Linked DNA regions of Mus musculus: all the other regions are linked to region 3. The links are chromatin contacts, called in public HiChIP or PLAC-seq maps. All regions are on one chromosome and are shown on one strand. Each heading gives the region's core, a stretch centred on a gene start, on an enhancer-like site or on the middle of the called end of the contact. The rest is flanking DNA. Distances are from core to core; before and after follow the strand shown.

Evidence for each region. HiChIP or PLAC-seq counts read pairs in DNA pulled down with a chosen protein or histone mark.
Region 1: a contact with region 3 is called in an H3K4me3 HiChIP or PLAC-seq map of embryonic basal ganglia, with 2.7 times the contacts expected there. The contact joins two enhancer-like sites. A contact is called at or near these places in 2 of 115 datasets of contacts at active chromatin or transcription factors (embryonic basal ganglia and embryonic midbrain) and 2 of 9 other capture datasets (embryonic tail and embryonic trunk).
Region 2: a contact with region 3 is called in an H3K4me3 HiChIP or PLAC-seq map of embryonic basal ganglia, with 3 times the contacts expected there. The contact joins two enhancer-like sites. A contact is called at or near these places in 1 of 39 promoter capture datasets (stem cell-derived epiblast-like cells), 3 of 484 Hi-C or Micro-C datasets (embryonic fibroblasts and embryonic stem cells), 7 of 115 datasets of contacts at active chromatin or transcription factors (differentiating embryonic stem cells, embryonic basal ganglia, embryonic forebrain and 4 more) and 1 of 9 other capture datasets (embryonic stem cells).

What each region holds. Positions count from the first base shown.
Region 1 is chr8:109,435,586-109,438,480 of GRCm38.p6, reverse strand. It overlaps a transcript of Pmfbp1 not described here. Among named protein-coding and RNA genes, the nearest start is that of Gm35145, 24 kb to the left of the region's middle. Within about 2 kb of position 1,275, at least 33 of the 459 cell types and tissues checked have an H3K27ac peak or open chromatin away from gene starts, as enhancers often do.
Region 2 is chr8:109,415,899-109,419,044 of GRCm38.p6, reverse strand. It overlaps a transcript of Pmfbp1 not described here. Among named protein-coding and RNA genes, the nearest start is that of Gm35145, 44 kb to the left of the region's middle. Within about 2 kb of position 1,619, at least 67 of the 459 cell types and tissues checked have an H3K27ac peak or open chromatin away from gene starts, as enhancers often do. A contact at or near this core is called in embryonic basal ganglia and embryonic forebrain, where this site is marked.
Region 3 is chr8:108,943,333-108,946,070 of GRCm38.p6, reverse strand. It overlaps Zfhx3 (zinc finger homeobox 3), which reads right to left. Exons shown (of 10, transcript NM_007496.2): 8 at 867-969. Among named protein-coding and RNA genes, the nearest start is that of Mir3108, 7.8 kb to the right of the region's middle. Within about 2 kb of position 1,485, at least 14 of the 459 cell types and tissues checked have an H3K27ac peak or open chromatin away from gene starts, as enhancers often do. A contact at or near this core is called in embryonic basal ganglia and embryonic forebrain, where this site is marked.

The DNA of each region.
Region 1 (2,895 bases), core at 26-2,525, 490 kb before region 3:
GGACGGAGGTTTGAGACTGGTGTTCCACACAAGGGGAGGGACAGAGTACAGATGAACAATGTACAGAGTACTGAGTTATGAACAATGAGGTGACAGGGGCAGAAAGCATCTACGGAGGAGGGCAGGAAACACGTGCTGCGCGGACAGGTCACGTGGATCCAGGTTTCCGTTGATATATAGCCTCTTTCATTAAAGCCCAAGGAAGGGCACACTGACATCACTCCAAAGAGTTGAACTAGTGAAGAAAATAAAAAAGTGACTCTAAACCTGGCCGTTTAGTTTTAATATTGTAATACGTAGACCACTGCATGATGGGAGAAATGCACCCTCATATTTTGCTATTGGAAATAACCTGGCCCGGCCCTTTAGATTAGGAAATAATTCGGAAATATGTATCAGAAGGCTTAAAAGGGATTGTATTCTTTAAAGCAATACCAATTTCTTAGACTGCTTTACCAAAAAAATAAAAATAAAAACAAAAACAAAAACCCTTGCTTTAAAAAAAAAAAGCGCCGTACAGAGATTCATCACAGGATATATGTGAGTCTTAGCTTAGATGCTTAGCACGGTGGAATGGTTTCGTAACTTTTGATATACCTACCGAGGAGAATATTAAGCAGCCGTGAAAATGATATTTAAAATGGATTTGCTGTTTGTTTTAAGAAAGAATTGATATTCAATACCGTCACAAATATATAAAACGAACTAGAATGCCCACAAACAGGAAAACACAGAGAAAGAAGCAGCACAATTTAAATAGGGCCTATCTATACTTTTTAGACTGCCTTTGGCCAGTATTATTAACCCATTATTTTGAAAATTTTCTATAGAAATCTTTAATGACTATTAATCAGCAAACAGTCTCTAACAAAGACGGACTGAAGCCTGGTGCCGGCTTATTGTAGCTTTGAAAAGGGATCAGGGAGGGCTGGACAATGGCATGCTTGTCACAGTAAGGTAGCCTGGCCGGGATGAGATGCTCTGAGGCCTGCAGAGACCTCTGGGGACACAAGGCTCTGAACACATACATCCCGTGAGCTGTTTTCCCACGCCCCTCCCTTACATCCCCTGCTCGCAGAAAGGACGGGGTACCAGGTACAAGTACCCTCTCAGTGTTTCACTCAGAGCTGCTGCTTCCAGAACTCTCCATTTCCCAGAAACCCTGCCTTGTCCCTCCTTTGCTAGCTTTAGTTTCTCAGATTCCAGAGCCCGGAGACAGCAAGAGTGGGGGGAGGGGAGCAGGGAACACGTGATTGCCGCCGAGACACGCCCTAAGCCCATAATGTCTGAAAGGTTAAGCAAAGACAGAGATGTGAAGAGGGAAGACTCTCCATTCAACAATAATCGCTCCCCTCATCCCTTCCTAAAATGGGAAGAAAGGGTTGCGAGGTGACATTAGGCACTTTAAAATATGCAAAATTAGGAGCTGTGCAGACCTCATTAACACCCGCCTCCAACATCATTAAGATGTTTCCAAGAAAATTAATTGAGAGACTCATTAAAAATAAATTAAGAAAAATGTGTTGCAGAGCGCCCGTATTCAGCTCATAAATCACAGCTCAGAGCTCCGGCCCGCTGCTCCAGCAATTAACTCCAACCGATTTGTTTTATCCTGAGTGTGAAAATTAGAAAGCAGACGTGGAGATTAGATTAGGGACGTCTGTCAAGCGGAACTTGGAGTGAATATTTTAGATTACAAAATGGAAACCAGGAAAACAAAGAAAGCAGAGATTTCATACCGAGGAGTTTGTCCGTGAAAAGGGACTGGCGGATGAAGGGGGTTGGAGGGAGGGCGTGGGGGGGGGGGAGGGAGAAGCTGTGAGAGAAAAGAACAGATGTTTATATTATAAGTCTAAATAGATACTCGTGGCAGGAGAGACATAAAATAGAGGGTCCTTGATGTCACTTACATACGTATGCCATACTTTCATGTTGAGACATTCATTCTTATCACTCCAAACAGTTCCGGGTCTGAGTATGGGATCCATCTTCCTCCGTATGAAAAGAAATACACTAACTTCTCTTTGTGTTTCTTATTCCATAGTCAATAGCCAACAGTTACCTGGGGTTTCTAGTTTTGTTTCTGTTGCTGCAACAAACGGCCGGGTCAAAAGCAACTTGGAGGAGGCAAAGGGCATATTCAGTTTACACGCCCAGTTCACAATCCACCATTGAGGGAAGTCAGGGTGCAAACCATGAAGGAATTTGGATTATTGGCCCTCAGGCTCAGTTAGCTTCCTTATATAGCCCAGGACCACTGCATAGGGGATGGTACCGCCCACAGTGGGCTGGGCCCTCCCACATCAATTAGCAATTAAGGAGACACTGCACAGACTTGGCCACTTCTGTAACTGAGCTTCCTTCTTCCCAGATAATGCCAGGTTGTGATGAGCTGACAGTAAGAGCTATTCAGGAGATGGAGTAGTTAGCAGGCCTCTTGCTGGTTTCACACATGTATGCCATTCTAGTTAAAGTTCACAACTCCAAAACAGAGAGTCAATTTATAAGTTATGGAACCAGGGCTGGAGCGATGGCCCAGTGGTTAAGAGCACTGACTGCTTTTCCAGAGGTCCTGAGTTCAATTCCCAGCAACCACATGGTGGCTCACAACCGTCTGTAATGGGATCTGATGCACTCCTCTGGTGTGCTTGGAGATAGCAACAATGCTCTAATATACATAAAACAAGAAAATAAATCTTAAAAAAAAAGTTACAGAAACTGATGCCCAAGGTAAAGTGTGAGCTTGGGGGATTATGTTGGGTTTGCAAACCTTGTGCTTTACTCTGAATCTGGTGAAGCCATCTGTGGCAGGTTTTTGTTTTTGTGTTTTTTCCAGTCAGCTTCTTTTTTGTTTTTGTTTTTTTTTTTTTTTTTTTCATTCTTTTCTTTCTTCCT
Region 2 (3,146 bases), core at 370-2,869, 470 kb before region 3:
CCATCTTGCTTTTTTAAAAAATTTTAATTCATACTATGTTTCATTTCATTCCTGTATTTCAAGATTATAAATGTGCGACTCTCTGGGGGTTTTTCTTTCTTCCTCCGGGTGTCTTTGCTGGAATCATGACTAGCCACGCTGCCGAGGGTGCGTGGCAACAGAAATGTGTGCCGAGCTGAGAGAAAGGACCTCGGCATTAGCCTGGCACCTGCTGACCTCTGACTGAGTGTCACAGGACAAGTCACTTTTCTGCCATCTTACTACAATTAGGACTGTACCAAATGACCTCTAAGGACTTGCTTACAGCTCAAATACTCTCTGGCTTTTAAATCTTCTTTTATGTGCACTATAACAGCCATGCAGCAACGACAAATTTTCTTCATGTGCCTATTTTATAGCCATTTTATGGGATTATAGCATATGTGTGCTCATATGTGTGTGCGCTTATATGTGTGTCTCTCTGTTACCCCCCCAACACACACACACACACACACACACACACACACACACACACACACACACACAGAGGATTAGTGGTAACCACTGTAGATAATATAAGTGTAATAATCTGTAAATACAACTTGTACACAGAGGATGCCAGGGTATTTAGATGCCTCTGTTGGAGAACACATGTAAGCATCCATCACAGGTATAAAATAGCATCCTCTGAAATGCCATTTCTTCCTTCCCCCAGGACAGATAAAGCGCCTGCAGACTCTCCGACCAGCCACTGAAACAGCCATGAAAAACCTCACGCTTTTCTAAAGCAGGACAAAGCTTTGAAGCTTCAGCGTCTGCTCCCCAGCATCCCCTGGCTGTGAGGAGGACAGCATTTCCCTAGTCAAAACAGCCTGGCTCTATTTATAGTGCTCACGTCTCCAGATAATAAACGGAACTCGCGGGCTATGCTCAGATCGCCTTCCTTCAGCCACCCCACCACTTAGCACAACGCCCACAATGAAAAACAAGGTCTACAATTTGGAGCCGTGGCTCTAGTTAATTACCTCAGAGGAGACAATGACCACCCTATACTTGAAGAGCCAAAACCCGGAAAGAGTGTCTGATACCCTTTGTTTGCCTTGGGTTTTTAGCATCCCTCTGGCTAGTTCACTGGGCTTGGTGGGTTTTTTGTTTGTTTGTTTGTTTGTTGTTGTTGTTGTTGGGGAGTAGGGTGGGTATTTCTTTAAATGATTCTAGAAATATCTCATCTCCGTGGTTGGAGAGAGGCTGTGTTCATCAGCTAGGTAATGTTCTTAGCAGATAGCGCTTTAAGTAAGGACAGCAGACAATACAGCTTCCACGGAGACTACTACAATTCCCTTCTATTCTTTTTCAAATGTTAAGTTTGTATTAGGTTATTTAATAGACCACAATATATTCAGTAGGTACAGAATCCATGGCCCCAAATGGCTGCGTTTTAATTCTATCCTTCTAGTCTGTTTTAACTAAGACGTTTTCTCCTGTGCATATAATCTTCATTATCATAGAAGTTATTTTTAATTTATAATTAACATAGTCTCTGTCTCATCATGTATGCCTTGATCGACTTGGACCCTCCAGACACATCTTATCTGGTACCACGTTGGCTGGGTCCTGCAGTTCTCCAAACATACAGTAGGTGTCTATCTTAGCCTTCCTTATCCCTTCACTTTCTTTTCTAGTCCCTGACACTGGGATATAGTGCATAATTCCAAAATGGCAGCTTTTTGAAAATTCACCTTGATTATCAGACATTAAAAGTGACTCATCCCGCAGTGACTGTCTGGCAGAAGGGATAGGATCAGACAGCAAGACAATGAGGGGACTGGGAACATTAGCGCACTAGATTACAGAGCCATCAAAAATACCTTTGTTCTGTCAAAGATCCAATCATTTGCTAGTTGTGTTCTGTGGAGGAGAAAGAAGGGGGGAAAATCCACCAAACAAACAAACAAGAAAATTCATCTGAGAATTAAAAACCTCCTCAGATCTCTTTATCCTAAGTGGGGAAGGGACGTAGCTGATGATCCATTTCAAGAGCAGGCAAGGTGGAGCTGCGTCTGAGCGGGGAATCTGTATGTAGCAGCTTTTCCCCTCAGTAGCCATCACACTTTGCTTATGACCTTCTGCCCTTTGCGTCTCCGGAAGAGCGGAAACTGCCAAGTTCAACAGGGCTTGGTTTTGTCTGTGTGTCTGTACTGAGCCTGACTCACGGTGGAACAGTTAGAAGGAATGATCGCACAATTAGAGCGTTTTCATTCAAAGCGCAGCTTCTGATTTCCATCACGGTATATTAGAAAGCTAAGCAAGACATGTGTGATGGGCTAGAGGGGCAGATGCTGAGGGAAGCTGTTGGCAGCAGGCTTTCCACAAGCATCCAAACAGGCGTCTGTAAAATAGCAGAAGGAGCCTCGCAGAGACCGTGGATTCTGTATCAAGCATGTATGTGTGTCTCTGTGTTCAAGGGGGAGAAGGGACTGGGTGGGCAGTAGTGTCCTTTTCAGGGAGCCCTTCTTAGGGAGCTGCCCAGGCAGGTGAGAGGAGAGTGAGATGTCCTGAATCTCGGAGCTTCTCATCCCCCAAGAGACGGAGAGGCCAGATGGGACGTGGGTGTCTGGCTTCCTTCTCCCTTTCTTAAAAAAAAAAAAAAAAAAAACCAAAAAAAACCCACAATTTCCATCATTTGTCTATGAACTCAGAGGAGGAGTTTATCAGTCATGGAAAATGCCCCAAAGGGGCTCAGATCAAAGGCAGACTTTGAAATGTGTACTTAGGTGGATCTCCCTGCCAAATACATTAATGTGATTAAAACACAAATTCCATTGGCAGTTATTCCATCTGTTTAGGTGATGTTGGTTGGCAGTGCCATGTACCGGTCAATGGTGGCCTTTTACAGAGGAGTGCCGAGTGAATTTAAATGCTCTGCCGCACACGGATGCTACCTGCCGCGCTCTGGGAGGATTTGGAGGTCTTATTTGCTGGCAGGGCAGGGGAACCAGCTGCTGTCACACCACACAGGGATCTAGTGATAAGAATGGCTTCCTGTTCACTGCCGTCTCGCAAATGGATTCGTGAAAACAACTCGTTGTGATTTTCTAGGTGTGGTTGGTACACGGGGGCTTGCTACTTCTTGTATCCTCCCCCCTCCCCATTCTTATTTCTGCCTT
Region 3 (2,738 bases), core at 236-2,735:
AGTCTCCTAACTGTATTTAATTCTGAAGCCTCGGTTTCTCAAAAGGTCATCTGAAGGTTACTGGTCTCAAGGGTACCATTCACGCCCACTTTTTTGGTTATAGGAATTTTAGCACATCAGGTCTGTTGTCAGGGGCAGCTGCACTAATGCTGTCCTAAGCTGTGAGGAAGTCCTGCATTTAGGGTTTCAGGATTCTTGAAAGCATTTAGTTTCGTGTTTAATGTGACACCCCTCCCCCCTGGCTTTTACATCACTGTTTCTAGAACCCAGGTCTCTGCTCACGTTAGCAGGAAAGTTAATTATTTAACTGTACTACTTTAAAAAAAAAAAAAGGTTCATCATATCCATAAGTACCCTGGCTCTTCCCAGGTCTCCTTCTAATGTGGCCACGTCACAAGGAAGAGGGCTGGGCCCCGGCAGTGTGAACCTTAGATGCCTGTAAGAGTGTGCTCAAGACTGAGGAGAGCAAAGAACCAGCACGGAGGCCTAAGAGCTATCTCACTACTGCAGCAGAAACGCCTGTGACAATGGTCCTTACAAGCGGTATGTTTAAACAAGGCGATTCCAGAAGACTCCAAGCGTTCTATGCAGAGGTAGTGAGAGAGACAGCTGAGGGATCTCATTGAGTGGCAAGGCTCTAGCAGCCATGTCTTTGGCTGAGTTCACCATGGGGATGTCCATGAGCAAACTGACTACAAGATACTTCCTAAGACCTAAAAGGCCACAGGCTTTGCTGATAAAACCCATCAGCCCCATTCACTTGGGATATACTGTAAAGAATCCCTCAGCCCTTGTGCCCCATGGAGATTTTTGACCAAGAATTCATCTTGTTTCTGGCTGGAGGAATTATGATTAGCGACACTGACCAGGTTGCTTTCCTGCCTCTTCCAAAGTGGAGTTCCCATCTCGGTCCGCAGCGGCAGCAGGGAGGAACATGCTACTAGGCATAACCATCTCAGGAGCGGTCACCTGAGGGGAGAGAGGCAGCGAGACGACAGAGTCAAGGCGCGGGGGAAAACAGACACAAAATACGAAAGGTTTAAAAAGTATTCAATAAGCAAAATTAGCCTTCACCAGCGTAGAAGCTGGAGGTGTCACTTTGCATAGCTCAGTGAAGACTCATGTTTATTAGACAAAGCTCACATCAGTCAAAAGTGTTTCTACGGTTACATTCTGGACATAATTAGCAGTGCACACTTGAAGAGTAATCTTATTATTAATATTTTTCTTTTATGCAGAATTTTGACTTTGATCACTGACAATGTTTTGTCACGGGCTGTGAAACTTCTTGGGCAACCAATTAGGTAGATAAGTTGAAAGGCCCACCTTAAGCTACCGCAAACATAATAAGGGCCCTAATTAAATCATACCTAGTAAAGTACGCGGTAATCTGGAAGCAGGGAGCATTGTAGCACTGTTTTCAAAATGTATTCAGGCGAGGAGAGGAGGGGAGTTGGCGGAGTGAAGGAAAGGGTAAGAGGCAGAAAGGAGAACAAAGGGAGGCTAAGGACGCGCACACACTGGCAGCTTTTCCAGGGAACAACACCGTGTAACCCTTTACAAGCTGACATCAAGCACAAACAAGCAGTTCTTGTGACTCACGTTAAGCCAGAGTTTCGTCTAGAGCCTTTTATGCATGGGGCACACAGCATCAGAGGGAGCGTGTGCCCAGAATCCCAGCAATCCAGCTAATTCTGCACAGCGTTCTACAACGGAAGCCCCCTTCCCTGAGACTGGGCCGTTAGCCCCTAATGGAACATTTCCATAATTAGCCCTAAGATCTAAGTAGCTACATTTTAGGTCAGATCCTCAGACTTTGTGCTCTGCCTCCCTGCTGTGTGGGCCAGAAGCTAGCTCCTATCACAGGCTCTTCTGGATGTGTGACAGTGACAGGCCATGGCAGCCTTCAGTATCCGGGCGAAGAATAAGGACTCTCCATCTAAAGAGTTCGCTAACCTGCAAGAGTTAAAGAGTTCGCTAACCTGCAAGTACAGCTCTCCAGTGGCCACAACCTTAAAAACCAAACAATTCTCCCTTTCCCGGCAAGTGCCCACTACCCATAGCTCCTCAGTCTGCAGGGGGACCTACAGATTGTCTACCTCATTTGGGTGGGGTTGGAGGACGAACTGGGGCATAGGCATGACCATGTCTCATTGTGTACACGTGTGACACTCTGGAAACTAACAGGGGAGTGGGCAGCAATCTCTCTTTGCCACGAGGCAGGAACATTTGACATCGATAACAATTCCAGATGCACTAGAAACTGTCTTTAATTTGACAATGGCTGGAGGAGTAACGGGAGGTGGCATAGTACCTAGCCCCACCCAGAGGCCCTGCTGGACCAATCAGACAAAACTTCACTGCAAGACTAATTTCGCTTGTTTAAACTTAATATTTTAAAAATTATTTGAGAGGTTGTGAGATCCTTGCCTTTCTCAGACAGCTGCTGGCCAAGTCCGCTAGTGTCACCAACAACAGGCTCAACAAGTAGGGGGAACTAGAACAAATGTGGCTGCTGGCCAAAAAGACGACTTCGTATTTAGGTGCACGAGATAGGGTTTTACAGGTCTGGAAACCAGTAGACACAAAACCTAAGCAATAGGCGCTCCAGAGAAGGGTCTTGAGGAGAAGGCCCACCGCGCTAGGCAGAGCAGGTGTGTGGCAGGTGAATGGGAAAGGCATGTGCCCGCCTTCAGACAGCTGCACCACAGTGCATGGAGCCTGCGACAGACAGCTGC